Regions from separate parts of the Mus musculus genome. Here region 2 is linked to region 1. A link is a contact called in public HiChIP or PLAC-seq data. All regions are on one chromosome and are shown on one strand. The core of a region is the stretch at or near the end of the contact, and the rest is flanking DNA. Distances in the headings are between cores, read along the strand shown. Region 1 overlaps Cdc20b (cell division cycle 20B). Region 2 overlaps Gzmk (granzyme K).

The links. HiChIP or PLAC-seq counts read pairs in DNA pulled down with a chosen protein or histone mark.
Region 2: a contact with region 1 is called in a BATF HiChIP or PLAC-seq map of CD8 T cells, with 23 read pairs. The contact joins two enhancer-like sites. A contact is called at or near these places in 1 of 484 Hi-C or Micro-C datasets (CD8 T cells), 2 of 115 datasets of contacts at active chromatin or transcription factors (CD8 T cells and memory CD8 T cells) and 2 of 9 other capture datasets (adipose tissue and liver).

The regions. Positions count from the first base shown.
Region 1 is chr13:113,083,837-113,089,543 of GRCm38.p6, reverse strand. It overlaps Cdc20b (cell division cycle 20B), which reads right to left. Exons shown (of 12, transcript NM_001281487.1): 11 at 5,497-5,614. Among named protein-coding and RNA genes, the nearest start is that of Gzma, 14 kb to the left of the region's middle. Within about 2 kb of position 2,128, at least 11 of the 459 cell types and tissues checked have an H3K27ac peak or open chromatin away from gene starts, as enhancers often do. A contact at or near this core is called in CD8 T cells and memory CD8 T cells, where this site is marked.
Region 2 is chr13:113,168,818-113,173,727 of GRCm38.p6, reverse strand. It overlaps Gzmk (granzyme K), which reads left to right. Exons shown (of 5, transcript NM_008196.2): 4 at 574-843; 5 at 1,693-2,098. The coding sequence ends at 1,854. Among named protein-coding and RNA genes, the nearest start is that of Gzmk, 9.7 kb to the left of the region's middle. Within about 2 kb of position 3,222, at least 40 of the 459 cell types and tissues checked have an H3K27ac peak or open chromatin away from gene starts, as enhancers often do. A contact at or near this core is called in CD8 T cells and memory CD8 T cells, where this site is marked.

The DNA.
Region 1 (5,707 bases), core at 879-3,378:
CAACACATGCACCAGTGCAAACCAGGCATGGGACTGGCCCTGTGAGTGTGGGTACATAAGTTAAGCTTACAGATGTGACATAGCTCCATAATTTATAAATGAATAAAATGATGCAGGAATAACAAACATCTCACACAAGGGCACACCACTCATGAACAGCAGAGCCAGAACTAGGGCCAGGTCAATGTTTTAATATTAGGCCAAACTCCACAGAAAATGTATATATAACTTTATATATAAAATGTATAGTTTATATATAGAACATAAAATATATAATCTATATGTGTGTGTATGTTTTATATGTGAATGCTTTAATATATGTTTTATATATGCATGTATATGTATATGTTTTACAAAGACATAGAACCAGAACTGGAGAGATGGCTCATCAGTCAAGAGCACCTATTATTCTTGTAGAGGATCTGAATTTGATTCTTGGCTCCCATGTCAGCCAGCTCACAACTGCCTATAATTCCAGTTCCCGGGGCTCTAACGCCTTCTTCTGGACTCTGAAGGCACCTACACTCACATATGACTATACTCACCCATATATACACAAAGTTTAAAACAAGTCTTCAAAAAATAAACAATAGGCTATAGAACCTTGCACCAAAGCTTTTCAATTATTCTAGCCTATTTCTTCTCATTTTAAAAGTCTAATTTTACTGATAGATTTCTGTTTATTTTAGAATACCCTACAGTATGTACAAGACTTATCTTTTTGTACAAATGGAAAGTTAAGTAACTTTAGAACTAGGAATTTTTTAGCTGGGGAAAATAGCATACTTGCCCAGCATATGCCAATCACTGGTTTGATCCCAAGTACAGCATGAAAGAAGAAAGGAACAGAGGAAGGGAGGAGAGGGTGGAGTAGGGAGGGAAGAAAGAAGAGGAGAAGAAAGACAGAAGGAAGGAAAAGAAAGAGAAAAGAAATCTGTGTGCATAATCAATTCACATATTTAACTTTAACAATTAATTTTAAAAGCTCACTCTACAATAAAGCCACAAGGAAGAAGCATAAAACAGTCTGTCTCTTGGGGCTAGAGAGATGGCTCAGCACCCCATGTAGTAGCTTACCACCCCTAGCTGCAGCCCCAGGAGAGCCAGCCGGTCTAGGCCCCCAGGGCACCTTCACCTGCAGGTACACATATCCACAGACACACGAGCATAACTAAAAATAAAGCCCTTTTATAGTGCATAGCCTTTTATTCTCTCACACTTCTCCAGGTATTTTTGCTACTATCTTTCTTCATGTCCTGGAGAGAAAGCTGTCTATAAAAAGGAATATTAAACAGTTGCAGTGTTAGATTCACACAGAAAATTGTCACATAGGGATCTCTCTTGCCAAAAAAGTTAAACATTCCCACTGATTCCCCTTCACAAAGTTGCAGGCACAAGAGTCTTTAAATGAGCACTGCTAACTTAAAGTGATGCTTTTCAATCCACCCTAAGGATAAAGTCTTTATTATATTCAATAGATAAAATGAGCGATTAAAAATGCCTTATATGCGTTAAAAGAAAAGAATAAAATGAAATAGCAAAGAGGGTAAATCCCAAATATTTCCCAAAGTGGGGGTTGAACCCTAGCTTGACTTAAACTGATGAGAAACTTTTAGAGAAATGACACAGGAGTGGGGAGCAGCATGCTCTCGAAGTCCCTCCCAAACACGTCAGTGACAGTCTTAACTCACGAGGAAGTGGGAAATGACACATTTACCCCAGACAAAGACACTCTTTTGAGGGGAGCTTGTGTTGTTGGGCGAGCCACAAGTTCTGTTTTCTGCATGAGTATGTACCATCAATGACACTACATATTGCTCCTTTGCCATGGATCAAAGACGCCACGTCAAAGGCAGGTCTCACCTGCGAGCAAGAAAGTCACCTACACCAGGTTGTCTTTTTCATATAATAAATTAATTTTTGAGAATTTTCTACAGTGTAATTTGATTACAGTCACCCCCACTCCTCTCAGATCCGATCTCACCTTCCCATTCACTCTCAAATTCCTGTCATTTTTTTTTAATATCTCACTAAGTCCAGTTTGTGTTGCCCCTATACTCATGAGAGTGGGGCCATCAACCACACCTTGGTCACCACACCTCGGTCACCACGCCCTTACAAAAACCAAACCCAGAGACTCTCCCGCCCCCAGAAGCCAAGCCTGTCAACTGTGTCTCCACCGCCTTGAGCCTGTGCAGATTCAATTCAGGCAGCCACAGCTGCTGTGAGCCCATGCACAGGGACCCTGTGTGACAGTTTCTGACCTCTGGCTCTTAAAACCTCCCAGCCCTGCTTCCTCAACGGTCCCTCCTACTCCTGTTGTTTGTTTGTTTATTTGATTTGTTTTTTGTTCTTGTGTCTGAATTGGTAAAATGTTTATACATTCTATTTTCTCTCATTTTATTTTTTTTATTGGATATTTTCTTTAGTTACATTTCAAGTGTTATGCCCTTTCCTGGTCCCCCTCCCACCAGAATCCCACTATCCCATCCCCCTTCCCCCTGCTCCTATAAGGATGTTCCCCCCACCCACCCACCCACCCATTCCCAGCTCCCTGCCTTGGCATTCCCCTACACTGAGGCATCGAGCCTTCATAGGACCAAGGGCCCCTCCTCCCACTGATGCCCAACAAAGCCATCCTCTGCTACGTATGCAGAGGGGGCCATGGGTCCTTCCATGTGTGCTCTTTGGTTGGTGATTTAAAGCTTAAAAATTACCATTCCATTGTGGATGGGAACAAGAATAAGTTGTCTGTCTTCTGTTGTTAGGGGTAGGACCTTTTAAACTAATGTTTCTCCCCAAGGAATTAACAGTATGATTCATAGGGTAAGCCTTGGTAAAGGTGTGGCTCTCATCTAGAACAGCCTTTCTTTCAAATGTTTTGACATACTATCAAAATTAGTGTTATATAGCAACATTATACCTAGCCATTTACACATAATTTATAGTAGGTTATATAGAAAAGAGTATGTCTACAATAAAAGTTTCACAAAATCACATTTATTTTTCCATCTGTCTCATCTCTATAGGGTATTCAATTCTACTATGCTATTTCATGTTTTTGGGTTTTGGTGGTGGTCGGTTGGGTTGGTTGGTTGGTTGGTTGGTTGGTTGGGTTGGTTGGTTGGGTTGGCTGGTTGGTTGGTTGATTGGTTGGGTTGGCTGGTTGGTTGGTTGAGAAGGTTTAATGAAGATTTACAACTTTGTAAGGCATTTAAAAAAATTACAAATGCAGAGATCATAAGAGCCAGAAGGCAGAAGGGCTGTGAAATGCTGACATGTGAGCACAGTTCACCCAAAATAGTCCAGACCCCGTAGCAGCCACGAGAGCTTGCAACAAGCCTGTGCAAGACAGAACCATCAATAGTCAGTCACAGATGAGGCAGATGCTTATGAAGCCCACCCTTCTCTGCTGAACTACTGGCTATCAGTGGATTCTGGGGCAGTCATTGTCTTCAACTGTGCACCCACCAAGAGGCTTACCAGTGTCCAAGGAGTACTTCCAAACCCAACTTCATGTAAACAATCCTGGTTAAACACAGTGAGTCTTAAAACAAAAAGGCATGAATGTGGGGCTGGAGCAGTGGCCCCCTGGTTAAGAGCACTGGCTGCTCTTACAGAGTTTAGTCTCCAGCACCCACAGGGCAGCTCACAACCATCCAGTTCCAGGGGATCTGACATGCTCTTCTGATCTCCAGAGGGCATGTGCATGATGCGTATACATACAGGCAGGCAAAACACTCTTGCACATAAAATAAAAATAGATAAATAAATCATCCGAGGTGGTAGGGAGAACACCTTTAATTCCAGCACTTAAGAGGCAGAATTCCGTGAGTCTCGGGACAGCCATAGGTACACAGAGAAACACTGCCTTGAAAATAAATAAATAAATAAATAAATAAATAAATAGATCTTTACACACACACACACACACACACACATACACACACCATGGATGTGAGAAGGAAATGGAGGGAAGCAGGGATAATAGCAGTAAGAAGGGATTTAGAGATGGTCAGGGCTACCACAATCCAGTACACTTTGCATATGTATACATGTATGAAACTGTTAAAGAATAAACTCAATAAATATTTTTTAAAAGGGTTGTCTGAGTGGCTGAAGATGTGGCTTCATGGTAGAGTGTTTGCCCATAACAGAGACAGGACAGTGTGGAGAAAATGAACAGGAACATATTGGTTCCCTAGTTCCTACAGATCAGAAAGAGTGAGACCACTGAGGAACAGAGAGGTGTCCTGGGGCTGTCTGGAGCTACGCCACAGACAGCAAGTCTGTATGACAGGAAACTGTGTGAGAGAAACCCTCCCCCCAAAAAAGTCATGGTATTAGCGCGACCTAGCTTTATACATACTAGTTTTATATATACTAGATTTCCGTATGTCTCCTCACACAAAAGCATAGGTTTCAAGGGAAACAATGTCACCTATGTATTCTCTACATTCCCATAAACATAAGATAAATAAAAGATGCACAAAAATAAAGGGTGAGCACATAAGTTCCTGGGATCAATCGGCAGGCAGGGCCAAGTGGAGAGCGGGAAACAGGAACTCTATCAGAAGCACAAGCTGTTGATAAGCTCCCTCTGCAGCCTCCTCAGCCAGCATTTTCATCTTATCGCCAGGGCGGGGTAGAAGGAGATACAACAACTCCTTTATCATTCCAGAAGGTTCTGAGGACAGAAGTGGGTTCTCCTTCCTCGCCATGAATCTTTGTGTCAAGAAAGATCCCAATAAGAGTTTGTAGAACTAAATTGAGAGAGAATAGCAGTCTGGCTTCTTAGGGCATGGCTCCATGACAGGACACCAGGGTCTGATTCCCAGCAACAACTACAGAAGGAAGGAAGGAAAGAAAGAAGGGAGGGAGGGAGGGAGGGAGGGAGGATAGAGGGACAGAGGGACAGAGGGACAGAGGGACCGACAGACAGAGGGAGAAGTAGTGTGACATGAAGCCAACTAGAGCTGGATCCTCAGCAGAGCCAGGAAGTCTATCTGATGGGGAAGGGGTGTGGGTTGACAAACAGAATTCTCAGCTCTCCAAAGAAAGGTTTGGTATTAGCCCTAACTAACTAACTAACTAACTAACTATATATATATATATATATATATATTTTTTTTTTTTTTTAACAGAGGATGCCTCCTGCTTCTTGGTGGTTTCATAGCACTGTCTAATATTCCGGCTCTCCTTCACACTGCTAGATTCTCTTCAAAATAATCCATGATGCTAAATCTGGAAAAACTGCCAAAGATTGCTGCTGCCTAAAGCACACACATATCCAAGGAAGAGGAACCTGGACACTTTTAAGAGTTAGACAAGAACGATCAAGTTTAGAAACATTTACCTCTGTGTTCTGAGATGGGGGTGTGTGAGGATTTGTTTTTCTGTTGATGTTAAAAAAACCAAAGAATCAGTCTTTGACCAGAGCTTTCCCACTTGGTGGCAGCAAACTTTGCCACGGGTAGGTATGTAGCATTCACTCACCGAAGAACCCACCGGACCTGAACAGCGTGGGGCAGGTCCACAGTGCCACATCATTCTTGGGTGCACCTTGGCCGGTCGCAATCTCCTTTGTCTTAGGTAGCCAGATGAGGGAACAAATCTATAGTGAGGACCACAAAACACCAAATGCTAGCAACTTCTGATGCATGGCGAATGTGCCTAAACTGACTCTAAACTACATTCTGCTCTGTCG
Region 2 (4,910 bases), core at 1,973-4,472, 83 kb before region 1:
ACACTACCGCTCACTATATAGAAGAGCAACAGGTCAGCAGACCCAAGGATCCACAGGAAATGCTTTTCCCCCAAATGCTTTTTACATTAGCAACTGAAAATGACAACAGTTGTTTATGTAACAGAGCCAAGTATGTAACAACCAAGTGACTTCAGGGAACGAGAAGGAAGTTACAACTCAGTCTAGACCACACTTTGTCCAGTCCAAATGGAGGCTAGAGCATACTCCAGGGGCCTATCCAGCAGGAAACAGCCCAGCCCACTAAGTCACGACCTATACATGTCAGTCCGTAGAAAGCCATCCAATGCAGGGCAAAGGCCAGTTTGCTCCAGACAGGGTGGAACTCTTTCTCTATAAGCTCGCCTCCCCAAACACCAGCGATCTCCATGGAGAGTGGAAAGCACATTCCGAAAAAACAACAGTCAACGATACAGCATCGGATCATTATCAAGAGGGAGGGACACCTCCCTGAGGCAGAGGGACCACACACCCAATGCACAGTCAAGTGAGGTCTTATTACAGAAAAAGGCTGGGGAAGAATAATTTACCTTTTTTTTTTTTTAAATCATTTAGCTTCGCACTGCTGCAGAACTAAACAAGAATGTCCAACTGCTTCACCTGGGATCCAAAAACTATCTTAGAGATGGGACCAAATGCCAGGTGACTGGCTGGGGAACCACCAAGCCAGATCTGTTAACCGCCTCTGATACCCTGAGAGAAGTCACTGTTACCATCATAAGTAGAAAACGCTGTAACAGCCAAAGCTACTACAACCACAAACCTGTTATAACCAAGGACATGATATGTGCAGGAGATGCCAGAGGTCAAAAGGATTCCTGCAAGGTGAGCATCCTTAACTGGTTCTCATATTTGAAAGCCAACTCTTGAACTAAAAAGCCACAGCATCTCCTCTAGGAGTGTGCTTCACTTATGACAGAATTCTGCTGTGTTCTTTGTTAACTTGCATCCTCTGAAGTCACGCCAGTCAGCAAATGGTCACAGGCACAACATCATCTTCAAATGTGCATGACATTTCAAATGAAAATGACAGATTCAAACCAAAATGGGAGGACTAAGGGGGGAGGGCACAGCTCCTGGCATCCTGATATCTACTACTCTCTGTTTTTCTTTTCTGCTGGTCTCAACGATAATTTGATTCCAGGCCCACAAGTGTCAAAATGAAATTCACAGTTTTGAGGTTTTCCTCTATTTCAGTGGCTAATTTAAAACTTTATACCTACCTGATTTTTAAATAGTAAACCTCAGAACTCATAGATTCCCAAAGGGACGAGAAGCATATACATGGACATAGGACAGAGAGAACAGAGACATAAAATAGACAGAGAGACAAATTCATATTACAGACAGAGAGGCTAAGACAAAGCGAAGCATTCATAGACAGAGGACAGACACTTACATGAGATTCTATTCTGAATAAAAGGCTATGGCTAGGTACTCTGAGTCACAAACAAAAACAAAACAAAACAAAACAAAACCCCACCAAACCCTAGCCCTAGCCCTAACCCTAGCCCTAGCCCTAACCCTAGCCCTAGCCCTAACCCTAACCCTAACCCTAACCCTAACCCTAACCCTAACCCTAACCCTAACTGTTAAAAACACTTGAAAATAACGATGGCTTTAGGAAACTATCTTCAGCTTGTCGCTAAGTATCTGCCCATTTTCCTTTTCCAGGGTGACTCTGGTGGCCCTTTGATCTGCAAAGGCATCTTCCATGCCCTAGTCTCTCAGGGCTATAAATGTGGCATCGCCAAAAAGCCTGGAATCTATACGCTATTAACTAAGAAATACCAGACCTGGATCAAAAGCAAGCTTGCCCCATCACGTGCACATTGAGATTGCACATTGAGATTTTCCTGGATCTGCCAGTCACTTGCTTCTTTTTCCAGGATGCGCTTGCAGACCTGGCGTCCTCTTCAGAGGCAGCTGGCTATAGGGAGGGCATGGAACAGCTGGGATGGATTTCTGTTTCTCAGAAATTCATTTAGTTAGGGAGCCATGCTCTTTTTTCACGTGTATTAATGATTTGTTTTTACTGTGTTCGTTCATCCTAAATAAAATGTGGACGTCTGTGTTTGTCTGCATGGATGTCAAGAAACATCTCCCTTGCCTCCATCCATACTCCTCAAGGGGCAATGAGGTATCCACACAAGGCAATAATGGTACCTCATCCAACCTTGTTTGTGTTAGGATTTCTGCCAAGTCATCTCAAGTTATTAGGGTGTTTTAAGTTATGGTAAGAGTTTTCAAGGTGCTTTTAATGTGTTAAGTGCTTTAAAAAAGACTTAGTTATCCAATAAAGTATCATCAACTATAGGTACTCATATACAATGGATCTTCAGGATTTATTCATCTTGGAAATTGAAATTTTATACTCCCATGAACTTGTGTGATTTTTTTAGATGTTAATAAAAGAGAATAAAGTAAGATAATAAAGATAAAAATTTTAATATACTCTGCCATATTTCCCATACTTCTACCGACTGTATTACTGTCTAAAACCATAAGATTATTTGTAATATAGATTGTATTGACCTTTTGCCCCCAAATTGTGTTTGAATAGACATAAATTGAGTCTGAAAGTCAGACGTAAAGGTAAATCAGCTAGCCAGGCACGATGACGCATGCCTAGAATCCCAGCACAGGCGGGCTTCAGCAAAAGTAGCTAGAGATTGAGGCCAGCTTGGACCCTCAAATAAAGATCATGTCTAAAAAATAAAATAATAGAAAATCAGTTGCTTCTGATAAATTAGAAAATCTAGAAGAAACTAAATAATATGTAACCTTCATAACATCTTATAATAAGACAGTTAGCCTCTGAGCCTACAAAACTCCCGTCTCGCCATGGTACTCAGATTGCAGTCAGACCATCAGTCTCTGCAGACCCGACTCTCCCAGGAGTTTATTGTTCACATCCAGACACAACTTCTTTTCAGGAATTCTTGTTCAGTCATCCAACTTGAAGTATGTCTTTCAATCAATCAGTCCAAGCTGACTACAACAGTTCACATGTGAGGTGGGGAGGGCAGTGCGATCAATCTGTCCCACGGCAAAGGATCCAGGTGTCTCCCAAAGTGCAGAATTTCCCAGAATGCTAAGATGCACTTCAGAAGACTTGTCAGCATGGTGTGTGCTGAGCACCAAGAACATCCTGAGTGAGCTCCCAGAGTCTTGAAATCTTCAGCCCTCAGTTTAAGCTTTAACAGTTTAACTTCCTGTTGAAAAAAACAAAAAAACAACAAAACCAACCAAACCCATTCAACTGCCAATTTCTTTGAGTCTTTTTGCTGAGTCATTTGTTACTTATTTGTGACTAAAGCTGTAGGCTTTGTTTTGTTTCATTTTGATTTCCTTTCTCCCTCAGAACCCTGGATTGTCTGGTACACAGGAAATGGAAGCTAATTCATTTTTTAAAAAGAATTTTTAATTTCAATTATGGGAGAGGGTGTGAGTTCCGGTGCCAAGTGTCAGGGCCTCCTAGAGCCACCGTTTACAGGTGGTTATGTGACACCCAACATGGTTTCTGGGAATAGAACTCAGGTGGTCTGCCTTCCCTCCTGCCCCCAGAGAATAGGAGAAACAGCTCACAAATATTCATATTGATACTAACATTAGTGTCTCACCCAAACAAAGGAAGTGGTCCATTTTAAGAAGGAAGGGGACTCATGTGTAATGAGTAGGGGACCGATTATGACCCCTATGGGGTAGGGATGGTTAGCAGATCTATGCGGGTCTCTTATGGCTGCCCAATTTCATCCTGCCTATGGGTTTTGATTTGGGGGAATTTTTTGTTGTATTGTGTTGTAGTGTGTTGTAGTGTGTGTGTGTGTGTGTGTGTGTGTGTGTGTGTGTGTGTGTGTGTGTGTGTGTGTGTGAATTTCCCATCATGCACCTAAATTCCACTCATCCCCCTGTCTCTCCATACCTGCTCTCTGCTCTTGCAACCTCCCCTCAAAGGAAAACAAGACAAACAAAAAACATCTTGCGTGGAAGCTTTGGTGTGTCACACACAGCTTTACTTGCAAATGTTCATTGCAATGAGTGATTTGTCTGGTTTAAGGCCTCTGGCTTCTGTAATGCTATCAATACTGAATCCTCTTCCCTGGTACTCCTCTTGGCTATCCTGTTGCAGCTTTGGCTTTGTAGAAGCAGCCCCTTCGTGCACTCCAGGAGTTCACAGATGGGATAGATGTTGGGGTAGGCCAACTCAATGCCCTGAATCTGGGCCTGGGTGGTGGCCTAGTTGGTCAGCCTGACAGCTGACAGTTGGTCGGTACCAGCACCACCAGGGCCAGCTCTTCCTCTCTGCTCAGGTGAGGGCAAGGTCCAGCTCTGGACAAGCCTCGGACATCAACACTGCCACCATGAAATAGCCCAGACCAGGGATGTTCACATGGCCTTTGGTGGTAACATGGACCACGGACATGGACACAAACCCCTGCTGCCTCAGGGCCACAGACCCAGGCAGGGTCCCTCCAGTAATAGCATGGGTCAGGACATCACCATGGCCTCTCCTATCTCTCCATCAGATACTTGTGCATCATAGTGGCACCTTGTGGCAGTGGGTATGACTCTGGATGTCTTCTGCCTGCCTCCACCTGCCTATGGTTTTATAACAGTAGTGGAATCCCAGATGTCTTTCTTCTCTGCAAAAGAGCACCAGTTAGTAAGGAGTTCTGGCTCTCAGGTCTGAGACCCTGTTTGCCTGGTAACAATCAGTTATAACTGTAAATTGGCCAACCCTGCTTGTCATTCACAAGGTCTCCCAGGGAAGGATCACATTCTTTTTTTCTGGTTTTAACCATACATGTCTGTGTAACAGCCTATTAGAGTCAGCATATGGGGTTTACGCCATGGCTTTTCCTTAGAACTTGGAGTATTCCCTACAGCCT